2 separate regions of the Mus musculus genome follow, and region 2 is linked to region 1. The links are chromatin contacts, called in public Micro-C maps. All regions are on one chromosome and are shown on one strand. The core of a region is the stretch at or near the end of the contact, and the rest is flanking DNA. Distances in the headings are between cores, read along the strand shown.

The links. A called contact is a pair of places that touch in the nucleus more often than the background predicts.
Region 2: a contact with region 1 is called in a Micro-C map of the G1E-ER4 cell line, with 2.2 times the contacts expected there. The contact joins the promoter of Nol4l here to the enhancer-like site in region 1. A contact is called at or near these places in 14 of 39 promoter capture datasets (the C10 cell line, the HPC-7 cell line, cranial neural crest and 8 more), 3 of 15 datasets of contacts at CTCF or cohesin (CD8 T cells, large pre-B cells and pro-B cells), 52 of 484 Hi-C or Micro-C datasets (the C10 cell line, CD4 T cells, CD8 T cells and 35 more), 24 of 115 datasets of contacts at active chromatin or transcription factors (the 230-238 cell line, CD4 T cells, the HPC-7 cell line and 16 more) and 6 of 9 other capture datasets (adipose tissue, embryonic stem cells, embryonic tail and 3 more).

The regions. Positions count from the first base shown.
Region 1 is chr2:153,494,850-153,498,715 of GRCm38.p6, forward strand. All of the region lies in intron 1 of Nol4l (nucleolar protein 4-like), which reads right to left. It also overlaps 4930404H24Rik. Among named protein-coding and RNA genes, the nearest start is that of Nol4l, 33 kb to the right of the region's middle. Within about 2 kb of position 1,737, at least 62 of the 459 cell types and tissues checked have an H3K27ac peak or open chromatin away from gene starts, as enhancers often do. A contact at or near this core is called in the G1E-ER4 cell line, the MNK3 cell line, the SCID.adh cell line and 12 more, where this site is marked.
Region 2 is chr2:153,528,266-153,532,131 of GRCm38.p6, forward strand. Nol4l (nucleolar protein 4-like) reads right to left here and starts at 1,706. Exons shown (of 11, transcript NM_001134300.2): 1 at 1,177-1,706. The coding sequence starts at 1,497.

The DNA of each region.
Region 1 (3,866 bases), core at 487-2,986:
GGTAAAAGCAGCCAGCCTGTCCAGGTGTGACCCCAGCTTGCCACTGAACAACTGGGTCAACTCCTCAGCAGGGCATCTAGGTGAACAGCCTGTGGGACAGGACATTGCTGTGTAGAAAGCCACTGCGCTTCCCTAGATGCTGGGCACGAGGAAGTGACCTGGAAAACCCTGTGCTTGGAAGCGGACCTAGATTCCAGGCTCAACAAGTGAACTGCTCTGGGCCCTCCTGGCTCCACATCTGGGGAATGGGTTCAGAACCTCATGGTCAGCTGTGATGTCCATGGGCTAGCCTTACGCACTGTAGGCATACTGTGTGTAGGCACTCTATAGTTCTCCATTGACATTCTCCGGGCTCTGCCTCTAAACCACCAGCTCTGCCCCAGGGGCATCTCTTCTCTCTGACCTTCTCCTTGAGTTGGTTTTGGTTTTTTGTTTTTGTTTTGTTTTGTTTTGTTTTCCCAAGACAGGGTTTCTCTGTGTAGCCCTGGCTGTCCTGGAACTCACTTTGTAGACCAGGCTGACCTCGAACTCAGAAATCTGCCTGCCTCTGCCTCCTGAGTGCTGGGATTAAAGGCATGTGCCACCAGGCCCAGGCTGGTTTTTTTTTTGTTTGTTTGTTTGTTTTTTGTTTTTTAACTCTTTAGGCAACTCCGAGCTCCATGCTTTGGTGACCTTGGACAAGTCTGCTTATTATGGTCTGTATTTATGAAGGGGTAGTAAGAGGTGGATAAGGGGCTGTCTGGGTCTTAAGATACAGTAGAAGCTGGGTGTGGTGGCTCACGCCTTTAATCCCAGCCCTTGGGAGGCAGAGGCAGGCGGATTTCTGAGTTCAAGGCCAGCCTGGTCTACATGGTCTACAGAGTGAGTTCCAGGTCAGGCAGGGCTATACAGAGAAACCCTGTCTCGAAAAACAAACAAACAAACAAAGACACAGTAGAACCTGACTGGGCACCGCTCTTCTTTCCAACCCTTCACCATCCCTATCCCTCTGCACTATCGGGTATGGAGAGGTGGGGGCCCCTCTTCTTGGTAACTCTGTTTAACCCTAGATAACTGTTCTCCTGCTCCTCAGCTGGCGCTGATATGAGCTGAATCCAATTTCCTGCCACCCAAAAGCCACTTCCTGCCAAACTTGAGCTGATACCAGAAGAACTTGTTTTCTGTACACAGAGCAGTCCCTGGTGGGGCTGCTTCTGCCTCGGCCAGTCCACCTGGTAGGACTGGGTTGTGGAGGATGGGGCCTCTGCCCTCTCACCTACTGCACCCACCTGTACCGCCAGCCATCCCAGCCAGGAGTCCCACTGGACTCAGACAGGCATGTTTAGGCCATGGCACATAGCCACAAAGAGCCAGTCTGAGAGCACTGTGTGTGGGCAAGACCACAGGAAAGGCGAGTGACCGTCAACAAAGGAATACACGCACAGTTCCATACACCAACCCATGACCATACGGAGTCACAGGACAGTCTCATATAATTAAATGCAGTCACACCCACGGTGCATAGAACCAGAACCCTTTGCTTCATACACACGCACCGAAAGCGAGCATGAGTGTCTGCCTGGGCAGGGCCTTGGGCTAACCCTCGTCAGAACAGCTGGAATCATACCATCATTGTGCACACATTACAGATGTGTAAGCCAAGGCAGCCCATAGGGGCACCTTCCACACACATACTGCTTCCTCAGCCTGGGGTGCCTTCTGGCTTATTCCTTTAGCACTGTCTAGTCACGTGACTCTTCCACAAACTCAGGCAGTCCCTGCTCACTTCCTCAGAGTCTGGGTCATCTCCCTTTCACTTTAAGGGACAAAGGAGACACAGCATTTTGTTGGCTTCAGCCATGTTCTGTTCTGTGGCACAGAGAACATGCTCAGGAAGAGCCTAGTAAGGACAGACCCTGGACTGGAACCCAGGACACCCTGAGGCTGGAGCTAATTTCTGTGTTACTGTGCTTTTCATACTTCCAGAAGCCCCTTTAGCAATGGTGATGGATGAATGAATGAATGAATGAATGACCCAAACTCTCAAGATACCAGGCCAGTGATCCCCAGGCTAACCTCCTTCATTTCCTGGCAGTGTGGACAGGAGCCAAGCTCCAGGCCCCTTGGATAGTGGCAGGGCTGACGGCCGCCTAAAGCCGGCTGTCAGAAGCTTGTCTGGCCAGAGCTGCCAGCAGGGGAGACCAGCTGGCAGTGCAGGGTCCATCGGCCCAGGCCTGGAATCTGAGACGCCCTCAGAGGCCCAGCTCTTCTTTGGGCCCCCACAAACTGGCCTTTGTTCTTGGGCTAGCCAAGACCGGCAGCTTGGGCTTTCTCTCTGCCTGCCTGCGGCACCCGCGCTGCGCTGGCGAGGTAAATGGGCCAGCCTCCCCTCTGTCCACGTCCAGGACGTTGCTTCAGAACTAAATGGAGATGTAATTTTCTATACAAATCCATGACAATTTAGATGGAGTGATTGTAATTGGCTTTTCAATGGAGGTTTTGTCCGGCGCTGGTGGCTAGAACTGGGTGGCCTGTTTGAGGCAGGCTCCATTTAAATGACAATAAAGCCATAATATTGAGGACTTGTCCAGCGCCCAGTGCCCCTCCTGAGCCCTTGGGGAGCCTCATGTTTATGGATCTGTCCCTTCCCTAGGGCTGTCTGGGCAGGAGGGTGCTGGGGTCACCGTGGCTAGGAGAGGGGTTGGCTGCATATTCGGGACCATATCCCCCAACTACCTACCAGTTCCCTCAATTTGTTATGAACCCACTAGCCAGTCTGTCCAGGGCTGGAGGCTAGCCCTAGTGTTGGGGTGCTAATAATCTCCCAGGTAAGTCAGCTGGAAGGTTCTGCAATGCCTCAATATGTCATGGTGTGGTACACATGACCAGGCCCTCTTTGGCCCACAGGCCAAGGCCTGACCCTCTTGTGACTGGCTTCTTGAATGTCTGTACCTCAGTGTCTCAGCCCTGCGGTAGGGTGCGGTAGACATCCCAGAGGGGACAGCATGCACATGGGCTCAACCTGGCATGTGAAAGGTACTATATATAATCATTGCTGGGACTCACTCACTGTGCCCGCTCAGGCAGACTGGCTAGTGACTTCAGGCTCTGCAAATTTCCACTGGCTTCTCTTTAACAAAGGGCTTTTCTAGGAGTTGACCCCACCAGGTTCTGAAGATTAATGCTAGGGTGTGTTCAAGCACCTAACACAGGCCAGGCTCCAAGAATGACAGTTCTCCTCACTACAGTTTCCGCCTCCAGCAGCATCTATGGAGAACTGCACTTGAGTGTGCAGACCCCACAGCATGAGAACCAAGCTGACAGGAGCCCCCGTGGGGATGTCTCTGCTGCCTAAAGATGCTATGGGAAGGACTGATCTCGAGGAGGCTGCACGAAAGAAGGCTTCACAGAGGATGTGATAACTGCCTGGACCACTCTGCCAACCAAAAAAGTGTCTACATTTACCAGGCAGATGCTGTAACCTGGTTACCAGAAGGATCTATTCTCACCTGTCAGTGAGGTGTGGTGGCCACAAAGATGCCATTAAAGTGACATGTTTAAGTCACTCTAGAAGGCAAGCTGCCTAGGCAAAAGGCTGGTAGGTGGGAAGGGAGCTGCCATCATTGATAGCAATAAGTGGGGTAGCACAGAAGCTGTGCTCAGCGTGTATGGAGACCCTGACTTCCAGTGTCACAGGCAGCCATAGAGAAAGTTTAAGCAGGTAGTGACACAATCCAAATTCTTATTATTTATCTATTCATTCGGGGAGGGTGTCACATTTTCTGTCAGAGTGACCTAGGACTCACTATTTAGCCCAGGCTGGTTTGGAACTTGTAGCAGTCCTCCTGCCTCAGCCTCCCAAGTGTTAAGTGTGAGCCAACAGAACC
Region 2 (3,866 bases), core at 456-2,955, 33 kb after region 1:
GCTGAGCGCGGGGCGGGCGCGCCGGACGGGGGAGGAGCGCGGAGGGGGGAGCGGGGGAACAGGGAGGAGGGAGGCCGGCGCGGGGCGGCCGGGCTCTAGTGCTCCGGCCGGGCGAGGCCAGGGAGGGGCGGCGGGGAGGAGAGCTAGGCTGGCCCGACCGGGCCGGGGACCGAACACACTACCCGAAGGTCTGGGCAACGGAAAGTTCAAAGCTCAGCAGCGCCCCGAGAGCAGCCGCCCCCCCCCAGCCCCCACCCTCTGCAGAACAATGAGGTCCCGGAGGGGGGAGCCGCGGGGCCCAAGCCTCACGCCCTCTCGGGGCGCCCCGAACCGAAGGGGATGCCCCCGCCCGGCCACTGGCCACCAGCCTCCTTTCCCGGGGCTGCGGTTACCCGCCCCCCTCCCCAGCGCCAACCGGGCCAGCCTGAGAGACGGGGGAGGGGAGGGGATGAATAGGTCATGCCGCCCCCGTCCCAGGGTGGGGGGAGCGCGGGGCCCGGGGGGCGGCGGGGACGCCCCACCCACCCTTGGGAGGCTGCTCCTGCGCCAGGCTGCGGCTCTGGCTGCCCCTCCCCGGGCCAGTGCCGGGTGGGGTCGGGGCGACAGTGCCAGGGCTAGCCCCCTCCCCTAGTGCGGGGAGGCCCAGTGGACTCCCCGTCCCGCCGCTGCCCCTGCCTCCCCACCCCCGCAGCACCACCCTACACACACACACATAGATACACGCGCGCGCGCACACACACACACACACACACACGCACACACACACCGCCCAGCCGGCCCGGGGGCGGGAGCGCGAGGCGCCCGGGACAGGCGGCCTCCGGGCGGGAGGGGGGGAGGCTGGAGCTCCGTAGCAGCCGCCTGCTGGCTGGGGGGAAAGGGGGAGGGGAGGGGACGAGAGGACAGAACACGCTGGGGTGAGCAGCCCGGGACAGCCCGCCCGTCACGGCCATGGCCCGATCAGCGGCGCAGAGGGGGCAGGGACGCCCCAAACCCCGAGCGCTGCCCGGGCGGGCCAGGGAGGGCTAGTGAGCAGGGACACGCACGCCCCGGGTGGGCTAGACACACGGACAACCCCAGAAACACACCATTCGGACACACATCCACACCCCCACCCCGCCCCCGCCCTCCCCAATCCCGGCCACGGGACTAGCCCGCGGCCGCCGCGCGCGCACTCACCGAGCCCGTCTTGACCGGCACATACACCACTTGGCCCATCTTGGGTTCCCGGCCGCTGCCCAGGCGGAAGCCCTTGGAGCGCACCCAGAACTGGAACTTGCCTTTCTCGCCCGCCGCCGGGCCGCTGCCCGCGCCGGTCCCGCCGCCACCCTGCAGGACCTCGGCGATCCGCTGGTATTTGCTGCGTGTCACTGTCTTGGTTTTAGCCGAGTCGCCGTAGGTGCGCAGGCACCAGTCCCGGAACTGGCGGCCCAGCTCCGAGTCCCCGGGGCTGCGCTCGCGCTCCCAGCCCCCGCGCAGCAGCAGCGTCGGCTTCGGCATCCTCCCGCCGCGCCCGGCGCCCTCGGGGGCGGGCCGGCCACCGGGCCGCCCGGTGCTGGAACTGGGCTGGGCTGGGCCGGGCTGGGCAGGGGCGCGCCGCGGCCCGGGCTGTCCCGCGGTGTGGCTCTGGCGCGGCTGCTGGATGGGCGCGGGCGGCGGCCGGACGCGCGGGGCTGCGGCGCGCTCTGTCCTGCTCGGGCGGCGGCGGCGGCGGCGGCGGCGTTGGCGGCGGCGGCTCCGACTCGCCTCCTGCTCCGCCTCCTCCTCCCCCCGGCCGGGATGCAGGAGAGATGGAGGCAGCTCCGGGCCCGGAGGTGCAGAGGGGGCGGGCCGCCCCGCGGGCGGCCAGGGGAGGCGGGAGGCGGGGAGCGGCCCCGGGCACGGGGAGCGAGACCGAGCCTGGGCGCGGGCGGCAGCGGTGGCTGTCAGCTTGCGCGGCTCATCCTGCTCCTGCTCTGGCTCCGGCTGGGGCTCCCGCTGCTGCTGCTCTTCCTCCTCCTCCTCCTCCTCCTCCCGCGCCCGCCTCCACCACGCCGCGGGATCCCACCTGTTAGAGCGGCGCAGGCTGCGCCGCCGCCCGCCCCCCTCCCTCCCGCGCCCGCGCGCCCAGCCCCGCCCGGCCCGGCCCCTGGGGGCGCGGGGGCTGCTGCACCCGCAGCGGCCGGGAGGGCAGCAGCGGCAGGCGCGCGGTACCCAGCTAGGGATCGTGTTCCATCCGGCTGGTTCGGCCCACAGCCTGGAAGGCCGCACTCTGTCGGGACGGGCTGACTGTCCCGCAGGCAGTAGGGCACAGATCATAGCCCAGACACTGGCGTCCCCAGCCTCCCCGATTGGGTCGTCTTAGCCGAGGTAGCCCAACCCTGGCGGTGTGGGACAGGCTCCTCTCCTCACTCCTGCAATTGGCCTGACCGCTCTGGTGTCAGTATGGGTGCCAGAATAGGAATGTTCCCCCGGGGGGGGGACCCCAAGCCACCACCCTTTGGACCCCCAAACTTTCTCTCCTTCCACCTCATCTGAATTCCCCCAAGATTGGCCGGCCTTGCCTTAGTGTAGGTGGGGGTGGGTAGCCCCAGGCCCTATAGAAGTCACCTTGTCCGGTGGCCTTCCTGGTGCCAACCTCACTGAGCCTCTGAAGACCTTGAACACACCCACAAACCCATTCTGAGAAGCCTGACCTTCCCGGATGCACCTTGGCCTAGAATCCCTTGGAGAATAAACTTAGTGATCTCACACCCCCTCCCACCTGAGCAGATCTGACCAGTGTAGAACTTCCTCCTCCCCTATGAATTATAAGCATAAATAAAGGTTCAAGTCAATCCTCGAAGATTTCTGCCTTCCTTTCTTATCAGGGCATAAGAAATTACTGCATTATCCTTTCTGCTGTCCCCTGGCGGCCACCCCCATGTCATCAGGCCACTCTTACAGACACATTATCACTCAAGAGTTGAGTCCCAGAACAGGATCATTTTCTGCCTAAGAACTCCAAGGTGCCCATACCCGAGTCATTGAGACAATTGTGTGCCAGGCCCTGGCAGCTGTGAAGCCATCCCCATCTTAGAGAAGGGGGCCTCGGGATTCGAGAGGTGGCCTGATCTACTCAAGGTCATGAGAAAGAGGGAGATGGGGTGTGAGTTTCGGCTCAGTTCTGCCTGACACCCGCTACCATTTCACACATATGCCTCCCCTCTCAGGTGGGAGCTACAGCTCGCTCCCCACACCCCTCCAGCCAGAGTCTCCAGATGCTCAGGGCCCATATCTGACTCATCCCTGAATTTCCCGGCCCTGGTACAGCATCTGGCACACAGTAGGTGCCAATAAATGCTGGGAAGAACCTAAGGGGTCTTCCAAGTTCCAACCTCTCTGTATGTCACATAGATTATTTTTAGATAATTTACATTTCCATGTTACTTTATATACGCCAACAACTCCACACTCACTTTTCCTCCTCATCTTCCCAAGATCTCTTTTTGGATCCCTGCTGCTATACCCACTTTAAAGAGGTGGCCACTGGGAGCTGGGCGTGGGGATAAAAGAGGCAGAAAGATTGAGTTCAAGGCCAGTCTCCATAGCATACATAGTAAGCTTCAAGACAGGTTGGGTTCCACTGGGGATCAGAGAAGGGAAAGTTCTAGCAAAAGATGACCAGCCCTGGAGTCTAGGGGCTTCTACATGACTTTTCAAGTGTAAAGACATCCCTCCAGCTGGCTCCCCCCCCAAACCCCCACTCCCCACCCCCAGCCCTCCACCCCTCACCACCACCACCACCACCACCCCACCCCCCACCCCCACCCTCAGCTAAGAGCCAACGTGTTCTGCCTGCCAGTGCTCCTGATCATTGAATAAAGGGGTCCTGTAGGTGGCAGGGTCAT